Linked DNA regions of Sus scrofa: region 2 is linked to region 1. The links are chromatin contacts, called in public Hi-C maps. All regions are on one chromosome and are shown on one strand. The core of a region is the stretch at or near the end of the contact, and the rest is flanking DNA. Distances in the headings are between cores, read along the strand shown. Region 1 overlaps MOB3A (MOB kinase activator 3A). Region 2 holds the start of BTBD2 (BTB/POZ domain-containing protein 2).

What was found. A called contact is a pair of places that touch in the nucleus more often than the background predicts.
Region 2: a Hi-C map of skeletal muscle shows a contact between it and region 1, with 6 times the contacts expected there. The contact joins the promoter of BTBD2 here to the enhancer-like site in region 1. A contact is called at or near these places in 3 of 5 promoter capture datasets (liver and skeletal muscle), 25 of 47 Hi-C or Micro-C datasets (adipose tissue, alveolar macrophages, blood and 14 more) and 2 of 2 datasets of contacts at active chromatin or transcription factors (alveolar macrophages and skeletal muscle).

Annotation. Positions count from the first base shown.
Region 1 is chr2:76,493,457-76,498,611 of Sscrofa11.1, reverse strand. It overlaps MOB3A (MOB kinase activator 3A), which reads right to left. Exons shown (of 5, transcript XM_021084201.1): 5 at 3,597-4,726. The coding sequence ends at 4,697. Among named protein-coding and RNA genes, the nearest start is that of MKNK2, 14 kb to the left of the region's middle. Within about 2 kb of position 2,826, at least 3 of the 83 cell types and tissues checked have an H3K27ac peak or open chromatin away from gene starts, as enhancers often do. A contact at or near this core is called in alveolar macrophages and skeletal muscle, where this site is marked.
Region 2 is chr2:76,536,374-76,541,016 of Sscrofa11.1, reverse strand. It overlaps BTBD2 (BTB/POZ domain-containing protein 2), which reads right to left and starts at 2,479. Exons shown (of 9, transcript XM_021084208.1): 1 at 2,094-2,479. The coding sequence starts at 2,470.

The sequences.
Region 1 (5,155 bases), core at 1,577-4,076:
GGGATCCGAGCCGCGTCTGCAACCTACGCCACAGCTCATGGCAACGCCGGATCCTTAACCCACTGAGCAAGGCCAGGGATCAAACCTGAAACCTCATGGTTCCTAGTTGGATTCGTTAACCACTGAGCCACGACGGGAACTCCCAAACAATATTTTTAAAAAGAATGTATGTATTTATATAACTGAATCGCTTTTCTGTACAGCAAAAATTCACAACATTATAAACCACTATACTTCAATTAAAAAAAAATTCAAGAGTTCTCTTGTGGCTCAATGGGTTAAGGATCCACCTTGTCACTACTGTGGCTCGGGTCACTGCTGTGGCTCAGTTTCAGTCCCTAGCCTGGGAACTTCCATATGCTGCAGATGCTGCCAAAAATAAATAAATAAATAAATAAAATCATCCTTGCTGTTTTCTCTATTTTCTATCTTTTGTAACTTCTGTTTGTCTGATCTTTGTCCCACCAGTCAAGGTAAAAGGATGCCTATTGTTTTACATTTTACTAGTGGTTAACTATATATATAAACATAGTGAACTTAATTTTATCAACATCTATGAAACAGTATCTTGCTTTTGATCAAAGAAAGAGATGAATATATTCATTTAACATCTCCAGCAAATGTGACTCTTGGCCTAGAAAATGCAGGAGAATCAACTTCCCATTCTGAAAGCAACCAGTTATGAAATCAGCTCCAAAATGAAGAGATTTCCTATATGTTTCAGACACAACCATTAAGAAAGTAGAACAGAGGAGTTCTTGTTGTGACTCAGCAGGTTAAGAACCCAACTCATATCCATGAGGATGTGGGTTCAATCCCTGGGCTTGCTCAGTGGGTTAAGGATCTGGCATTGCTGTGAGCTGTGGTGTTGGTCACAGATGTGGCTCGGATCTGGTGTTGCTGTGGCTGTGGTGTAGGCTGGCAGCTGTAGCTCTGATTTGACTCCTCGCCTGGAAATTTTCATATGTCCCATAATAAAAACAAACAAACAAAAAGAAAGTACAATGGAGGAGTTCCCGTTGTGGTGCAGTGGACACGAATACGACCAGGAACCATGAGGTTGTGGGTTTGATCCCTGGTCTCTTTCAGTGGGTTAAGGATCTGGCGTTGCCACGAGCTGTGGTGTATGTCGCAGACATGGCTCGGATCTGGTGTTGCTGTGGCTCTGGTGTAGGCTGGTAGCTGTAGCTCCGATTAGACCCCTAGCCTGGGAACCTCTGTGTACCATAGGTGTGGCCCCAAAAAGACAAAAGACAAAAAAAGAAAAAAAAAAAGGAAAATCATCTCCCTCATGGGAACGACCAAAAATAATGAAGATTAACTTGAAATGTGCAGATAGGAATCATCCAAAACAGATATATCCAGAGACAGAGGCGGTTCGTGGTTGTCAGGGGCTGAGGGGAGATGGGGAAGACTGCTCATGCAAACAGGGTGTCGTGGCTATAAAATAATGGCAACAAAGAGGGGCTTCATTAAGTTAGGGGGCAATCATAAAATGCATGCTTCTCAACACAGAGACAGGTCTCTTTGGGCTTTTTCAAATCCCCCATTTTTCCCCAGGGCCAACTCCCCCTTTCTGTGACCCCCACATGGCCTCTACTTTTGGGGGTCAAGATGAGAACCAGTTATCAATTTCCAGATTCCACTATTTTTATGAACTGGAAAGGATTCAAATTCATCTTCACCGTGATCTTCGTGCCAACTTACAAACTGCTTCTAGAAGCAGCAGTGCTGACTGACATGGTAGAAATGGGTGGCTGTAGAGACACCACTGACAAGTGCTAGTGCGACCCAGGGAATGAGGACTTTATCATTTTAATCTTCAATTAGAATTTATTTTTATTTTTTGTCTTTTTGCCTTTTCTAGGGCCGCACCTGCAGCATATGGAGGTTCCCAGGCTAGGGGTCTAAGCGGAGCTGCAGCCACCAGCCTACACCAGAGCCACAGCACCATGGGATCCGAGCCTTGTCTGCGACCTACACCACAGCTCACGGCAATGCTGGATCCTTATCTTTAATTAGAATTTAAACAGCCACAGCTGGTTGGTGGCTGCCACACTGAACAGCGTGAGTCTAGGACATTGGAAACTTCCAGTAACAGGGGCTCCTGACCTTCCAAGACAGCCCTCCTGAGCAGGTCCTGACTTCTTGGGAACGTCCCAGTTCACCAGTGGCTGCCATCTTTGTCGCATCCACTGGAATGATGGAATCCACAGCTGTTTCTCAACAGCAGCCCCTCCTGTGTTGGCCAGGAGGGAACAGGGCCAAGTGGGTTCCTTCCACCTCTGCCTGTCTGACCAGACTTCCCAACACAAGCGCTTGCCCCTGGCTACCTCTCCTGGTCGAACAACTTTTATGGTGAACTGTCCTGTTGGGACAAGTGGTTCTCAGGCCCGTGGCAGGAGGAGATGCCTGGAGGCCGTCCCCAAATTCTTGCCTTCTGGGCAGCCCGCTAGTGGGCCTAGGCGTTCTGTGTGCGAGTTATTTCCTTATACACGGTGTATGAATTCCCTGTGGCAGCTCTAACAGGTCACCACAAACTCAAGTAATTAAATAATACAAATTTATTCTAAGTTCTGGAGATAAGTCCAAAATAGGCCTGTGGGGCTAAAACTAGGTGCAGGCAGGTCTGGTCCTTCCAGAGGCTCTAGGGGAGAATCAGTTCCTCCTTTTCCAGCTTCTGGAGGCACCACATCCCTGGCCCCTTCCTCCATCCTTACAGACAGCAGGTGGCATCTCCCGCCTCCCTCTTTATGAGGACCTTGTGATGACACTGGGCCCCCAGGGAATTCAAGGTCATCGCCATCTCAGGGGCCTTCACTTAACCCCACCTGCAAAGTCCCTTCTGCTATGTGAGGCGACACAACCAGAGGTCCCAGGTCCAGAACTGGGACATCTTTAAGGCTGTTGTTTCAAATAACAACATCTCTCCAAACTTTAATCTGGTCCTGGAAGTCTCTGCGGTGTGTTTGCAAAATCAAGGGGTCAGGAAACAGCGGTTAGTTTAGAAGGTTGTCTCCAAGGATCTTCGCTCCAAGACTCTCTTTCCCTCCAACAGAGACGGCGCGCCCTCTAGGGGCGGGAAGCTCCATACCCGCCTCGAGCGAGCACAGGCCCTAAGCTGCCTCCAAGGGACTCCTGAGAGTAAGTTTTCACGTATAAATGTCCTGGAGTGAACTCGCCCTGTGTCCAAGGTCACAGGTTCCCTAGGACTTGGCAGAGACAGAAAACACCCCTCTGTCTATTTTCTCTCAAATCTATTTTTCTGCACTCTGTTCAAAGTTTTTTGGAATCTCTGTGTAGCAAAGAGGCGGTGGTTAATATCATGCTTGGTAAGTGCTGAAAGCATCGCAGACAAAGCAGAAATGAGAGGGAAGTGGGCACCTTCTCAACCTGCCTTCCAGACACTTGTGCTCCATGCCTGCCCTGCACCCGTGAGGTCTAATCGTACCAATATCCTGTCCGCGTCTGCTCCCCTATCTGGGGCACTTTGACGGGTCACAAACCCTTGCGAGGACTCCTGGTGACAAAGATGGTGACATGCCCCTAAGCCGGGCCCCCCTGCCAGGAAAACAGAAATGACACCCAGCAGCCGCAGGGGAGGAGACGGTATGATTTATTCCGATGTTCGTGTGGGAACATCCACGGGCGTGGGGGCGGGTACATGGGACCCCTGCCCACAGCCCCGCCGCCTTTCCGACCTGGCCAGTGGCCTGGGGGGCACAGTGGTTATGGCATTTGGTCGCAGTTCTGCACTGAAAAGGAGCTACATTCAGGCTGTCTCCTGAGGAGTCGGACCTGGTGGCTTCTGGAAGGACCAAGGCCAGGTCGTGGTAATTGCACTTGTGCGGTATTGGCGTTGGCGCCCTTCTCCCCTGCAAGTGCCCGGATACCAGATGCGGCCCCACGCCCTCAGGTGCAATGGGGAGGTTTGGTTCCGGAGCTACAGAGGGTCACACGCACAGGGTTTTGATGGGATGCTGGCAGGTGTCTGACGAGAGGTGACTCCAAACATTCAGGGAAATTCAAAGGCCCCAAACCCAGAGAGCAGCAGCCTGTTATTCTTGACAGGGGATGTTTCTCTTGGGGGCAGGGGGTGGGGAGCTCACTTATCTGTATGTAAGAAACTTTCTTCCCATAACATCTCATGGCAGTGGTAAATGAAAGTGTAAGAACTCAATCTTTTATGCAATGCAAAGGGGCCACAGGAAACCTGGGATGTGTGCGTGGGCTTGGGACGAATCCCGGAGGAACTAGGGACAGAAGTGGTCTGGGAAGGATGCAAGCGGGTAGGGTGCTCACTGCGGGATCAGATTCCAGCCTTGGCCTCACTGGGCCCAGCACCCCACAGGCTGAGCACCGGCTTAGGTCGAGCAACCCCCTAGGCCAAGCATCCCCCAGGCCCAGCCCAAAGGAGACAGGGCTGGGTGGGGTCGTGTCCTGGAAAATGCAAGTGGTTTACAAACAAAGTGGGTTTTCCTGGCTGCTCACAGCACACAGAACTATGGAATTCAAGTTCAATCTCCCCAGCAGGGCCAGGAGACTGGGGTCTGTGCAGGCCCACAGTTGCTGTACCTCTCGATCAAACAGAGGAAGCCACCCTGTGGCATAGAGCTCTGGGCTAGGAGACACTGGTCCCTGTTCCGGAGACGTGGCTCTCCAGTAGTGGCCTCAGTGACATGGGGCTGAGGGCCTCTCAGTGGCACATCCGTGCAGTCATTTCTTTCTGTTAGGAAGAAGCAGAACATCAGGTATGGACATCAGGAAATTGCATGCAAGGGAAATTGCGGGGGCGCAGGCTCAAGGGGCAAACCTTACAAAATACAAACAGACAGCAACACAGACCCTTCCTGTTAAAGACCAGTCTGTCTTTAGAATGAACTCTGAGCATCGTTGTGGGAGAAATGGCCATGGGATATGACACTAAGCTCAAAAACAGTGAACCCATCACAAAACTGTACACCATGGTCTCTAGTAGTTGGTGAGATTCACATAAAATGAACCGTGGTAGAGCAGCATCCACCTCCACCACGGTGTCACCCTGCCCCTGGCTCCAAAACACCCCACTGCACCACGAAGCATGTGTACCATGACTTTAACTCTGCAAAAACCTTTGCTGACAGGCAGAGCCTGCAAGGGAATATGACAGTTATGT
Region 2 (4,643 bases), core at 1,230-3,729, 43 kb before region 1:
AGGCACCCTGGGCTTGTGGCTGTGTCCCTGCAGCCTCTGGCCCCACTGTCATGTGACTGTCTTCCCTCCATCTCTCCTCAGAGTGTCCCTCTAAGGACACTCAACGTTGGATTTAGGACCCATTCAGATAATCCAGAATGATCTCTTGCAACTCTTAATCACACCTGCAAAGACCCTTTTTCCAAATCAGCTCCCACTCACAGGTTCTGGGTGTCAGGACGTGGGCACACATTTTGGGGAGGAGGCACCATTCAACCCAAGACACTGGGGTTACAGGTTTAGGAAAAAACACGCTAAGGTGACGTGCCCTTCTCATCAATTTCTGCTGAGGGGGGGGCTCTGTCACCCCCAGGATATCACTGTGAAATTGACCTTGACCATCTGGCGAAGATGGCATCTGCCCAATTTCCTCTAGGTTGGGTTCTAGTCTTCTCTTTACAAGCAAGCCCCCAGATTGGGCCCACCCAGGATTGGAGGTGGGAATGAGGTCCAGAGGAACTCTCCAGAAGGAAGCTTGTCCTCTCTCCACCTCTGTTCCATCAGTGAGGGTCTTGGGTGTTCATTTTAGACTCTGGCTCATGACCCCCCTGTATTTTAAGCCAGCCCGTACAGAGGACGAGCCCTGGGCCACTGTGATCAGCACAGGGTCCATCCTCCCAGTGGTCCCGGGAAGGAGGGGTCCCAGGGCTCAGTCCCCAGTCACGGGGGGAAACTGAGGCTCAGCAAGGGCCAGGGTCACTCATGGGGCAGTCATCTACCCGACCACTGACCACTGGAGGTAAAATTTCAACAATGCATATGAAATAATCACTGAAAGGCTAAAAAGAAAAAGAACTAGCACCTTCAATGGAGGACGCCCACAGAGCAGGAATGTGGGGTAGGAACGGTGCGAGGGAGGCTGGGGGCTCAAAGGCAGCACATCCACCACCTCCAGCTCTGAGTTTTCGGTGGGGGGGGGGGCTGCAACACACACATGGTCCTGAGGACCCAACCACGGGCCTGGAACCTTCCTTGGACAGGAATTTAGACCCAGTTGTTCATTAATAACCAAGAAAAACCAGAAAGAAGGATTTCAGAGGCACAGGCTAAACAAAAGCCACACATCAGAAAGGTAGAGAGGACCCTCACAGCAGGCTGGGGGACACTCCAAGCAGAATGAGGAGAATCCCCCTAACCCCTCCCCTAACAGAACCCCCTCAGCGCCTCCCCGCTACCCAGAGAGCAGGGCCAGAGGAACCAGCAGTGGGCAGGGCAGTGTCTGACATCAGCCCCACCCCACCTAAGGGCCTGGGGGCCGCATCCTAGAGACTGGCAGAGGGATGGGGCCTGGACCCAGAACTCCCGCCTCTGGAGAAGAGGCCTTGGGGGTAAGGGGTCAGGGAGCTGAGGGCAGCACCGAGATGGGGGGTCACTGCAGGTTCTGTGGCTCAGGAGTCTGGGGGTCTTGGGTTCATGAGCTGGAGGTCTGATGAGGCTCTGGGGGTCTAGCCCCAAAAAGGATGGGGAAGTCAGGGGGAGGAGGTCATGATGGAGGATGTGGAGGGAGGTGGCTGTGTCTGGGGTCCTCAGGCTGGCCAAGCTGGGACAGCAGGGCCTGGAGAGCCTGGCAGGGGTTGAAAGGTCCCAGGAACGCCAGGGGTGGAAAAGGTCCCTTGGTCTGGGAGATCCTGGCCAAGGTGGTGGGGTCAGGGGTCGCAGAGCCAGGAGTCACTGATGAGAATGAAAAGGCAGAGGGTCTCAGGACCAGAATATGGCTAGTATCTGGAAATACGGGGTGGATGGGCGCCTGGTAGGGCCGAGGAAGGATGGGGCCTGAGGATGATGGGTACTGGGGACGAAAGGGTCCTAGAGACACTGGATGTCCGGGGAGGGCAGGTCCCTGAGCCAGCAGGGTTCCGCGAATGGCGGGTCCCCGATCCAGGGAAGATGGGTCCTGGGGATGGCGGGGTTGGGGGCCGGGGGTAGGTCCCAGGGGTGGCAGGGTTCGGGGACGGTAGGTCCAGGGGGTTGGTGGATCCCAGGGGTAGCGGGGTTCGGGATGGCAGGGGCGGGGGCGGAGGGTTCGGGACGGCGGTCCCGGGACAGCGGCCCACCTGTGCGCCGGGATGCGCTGCGCGCCGAGCCCCTTGCCCACCAGGAAGTGCACGTCGCAGAGCACCTCGTTGTTGAAGAGGAAGGCGAAGCGCTCCTTCACCGTGGGCTTGGTGGCCTGCCAGTTGTAGACGGGCTCGCGCAGCAGCGCGGCCGCCCCCGGCTCCTCGGCCGCCCGCTCCCCGCCCGCCGCGGCCTGCGCGCCCGGCCCCGACACCGGCGGCGGCGGCCCGGGGGCGGCGGGGGCCGGAGCGGCGGCGGCGGCCGCCGCGTTGCCGGGAGCCGGGGCGGCGTTGGCGCTGGGCCCCGGGCCGCCCCCCGCTCCCGGGCCGACCCCCGGCGGGCACGACGCGCGCCCGCCGCTCCCACCCGCCGCCATCTTGTCGGTGCGGCGCCGGGCGGGGCGGGGCGGGGAGGGAGGGGGCGGGGGAGGGGGGGTAGAGCGGAGGGGGTGGGGCAAGGGGGGGGAGGAGGGGGCAAGGGGGGAAGGGAGGGGAGGGGGAGAGACCGGAGAGGAGGGGCAAGGGGGGGGGGGAGGGGGCGAAGGGGAAGGAAGGGGAAAATTAAGCGTCTAAAAAGTGACTGGGATGGAGTTCCCTGGTGGCTCAGCAGGTTAAGGATTTGGCGTTGTCATTGCTGTGGCTCGGGTCATTGCCGTGGCACAGGTTCGATCCCTGGCCTGGAAACATCTGCATGCCGGGCAGGGCAGAAAAAAAATAAAAGGGTTGGGAGACCTCAGGATTCTCAAAGCCTGGTCCTTCCCGTGGAGAAGGGATTTCTTCATTTGGGCGGTGGCCCATGGACCGCCCGCAAAGCCACAGGCAAGACATTCCTCCTCAGTGTCCAGTTTCAGCCCGAATCCTGGCCGGTTCTTACCTCCAAAGCAGACCTTGAATCGTCTCCCTTTTCCTGGGTCCCCTCGAGGACCGGCTCTGCTCTCACCTCAGGGAAGTAAATTTTTAACACTGGGCTGCATGGGGTTTTTTTCAGGGTGGGGGGCGCCCCCATGTTTTCATTTTGCACTGTTCCGGAGAATTCTGTGGCAGTCCAGGCCCCATTCCACTACCACTGTCGTCTAAAACTGCCCAGCTTGCTCCCTGACAACCACCAGCCCCAACAACCCAACCTTCCTTACTCTTTTTAGAATCTAGCCTCCTCCCAACTTAAACCAGGTCTTTGGGAGCCGCTGCTTAAAGCCCTCCAGGTGCTCCCCATGAAAGCCAAACCCCTTCACCTGGGAACTCAGCTCTGTGGATGTCATCAGCCCTCCTAGCTCCTTGGCATTAGCCCCACCCCTACGATAGACTTCCACTATCAGCCTTAGCCCCTGGATTTTAGACACTCCCACCTTGCCAGCCCACTGCCTCTGCCCTTTGGGGTGAGAAATGAACAGAAGGCCAAATCGTACAACATTATAACCATGCGCAAAGCCATCTCAAACCTGATTTTTTTTTCAAAGATCTTTGTTTCACTTTAAAAGTAATATATAGGGGGAGTTCCCGTTGTGGCGCAGTGGTTAACGAATCCGACTAGGAACCATGAGGTTGCGGGTTCGGTCCCTGCCCTTGCTCAGTGGGTTAACGATCCAGCGTTGCCGTGAGCTGTGGTGTAGGTCGCAGACGTGGCTCGGATCCTGCGTTGCTGTGGCTCTGGCGTAGGCTGGTGGCTACAGCTCCGATTGGACCCCTAGCCTGGGAACCTCCATATGCTGCGGGAGCGGCTCAAGAAATAGCTAAAAAAAAAAAAAAAAAAAAGTAATATATAGGAGTTCCCACTGTGACACAGTGGGTTATGAATCCGACTGCAGCAGCTCAGATCCCCGCAGCCCAGCACAGTGGGTTAAAGGATCTGGTGCTGCAGCAGCTGCAGCTCAAATTCAATCCCTGACCCGAGAACTTTGACATGCTGTGAGTGTGGCCATAAAAATTAAATAAATAAAAGTAATATATAAAAAATAGAGAGGATTTCCTGTTGTAGCATAGTGGAAATGAATCCAACTAGTATCCATAAGGATGCTAGTTGGAGCCCTGGCCTCACTCAGTGGGTTAAGGATTTGGCATTGCCATAAACTGTGGTGTAGGCTGCAGATGCGTCTTGAATCTGGTGTTGCTGTGGCTGTGGTGCAGGCTGGCAGCTGCATCTCCAATTCGACCCCTAGCCCAGGAACTTCCACATGCCTCGGGTGTGGCCCTAAAAAAAATCATATATATATATATTAAAAAAATTTTTTAATGGTTCATCCAAAGAAAATCAGGCTGTAGAAGTAGAACTAGGGGCTTGATAAAGAAAATCCTGTCTTGTCTTGAGGATAATTATGAATTCATGGTGCTCAAACTTGACTAGTTTCATGAGCGCATCATTCATTAATCATTATTGATGAGAGATACCGTTAAGTGGGCTCCTGTGTGCCTTCAACACCCCCAAAACTCGGAGAAGCAGCCCTTCTTTCCCTCAACAAAATAGTCCAGGCCCACACTGCACCTTTCCTGCTCTGAAAAATAATAAAACTAGTTAGTCTCCAAAGAGCCCTATTTCTTGGAATGGGGAAAAAT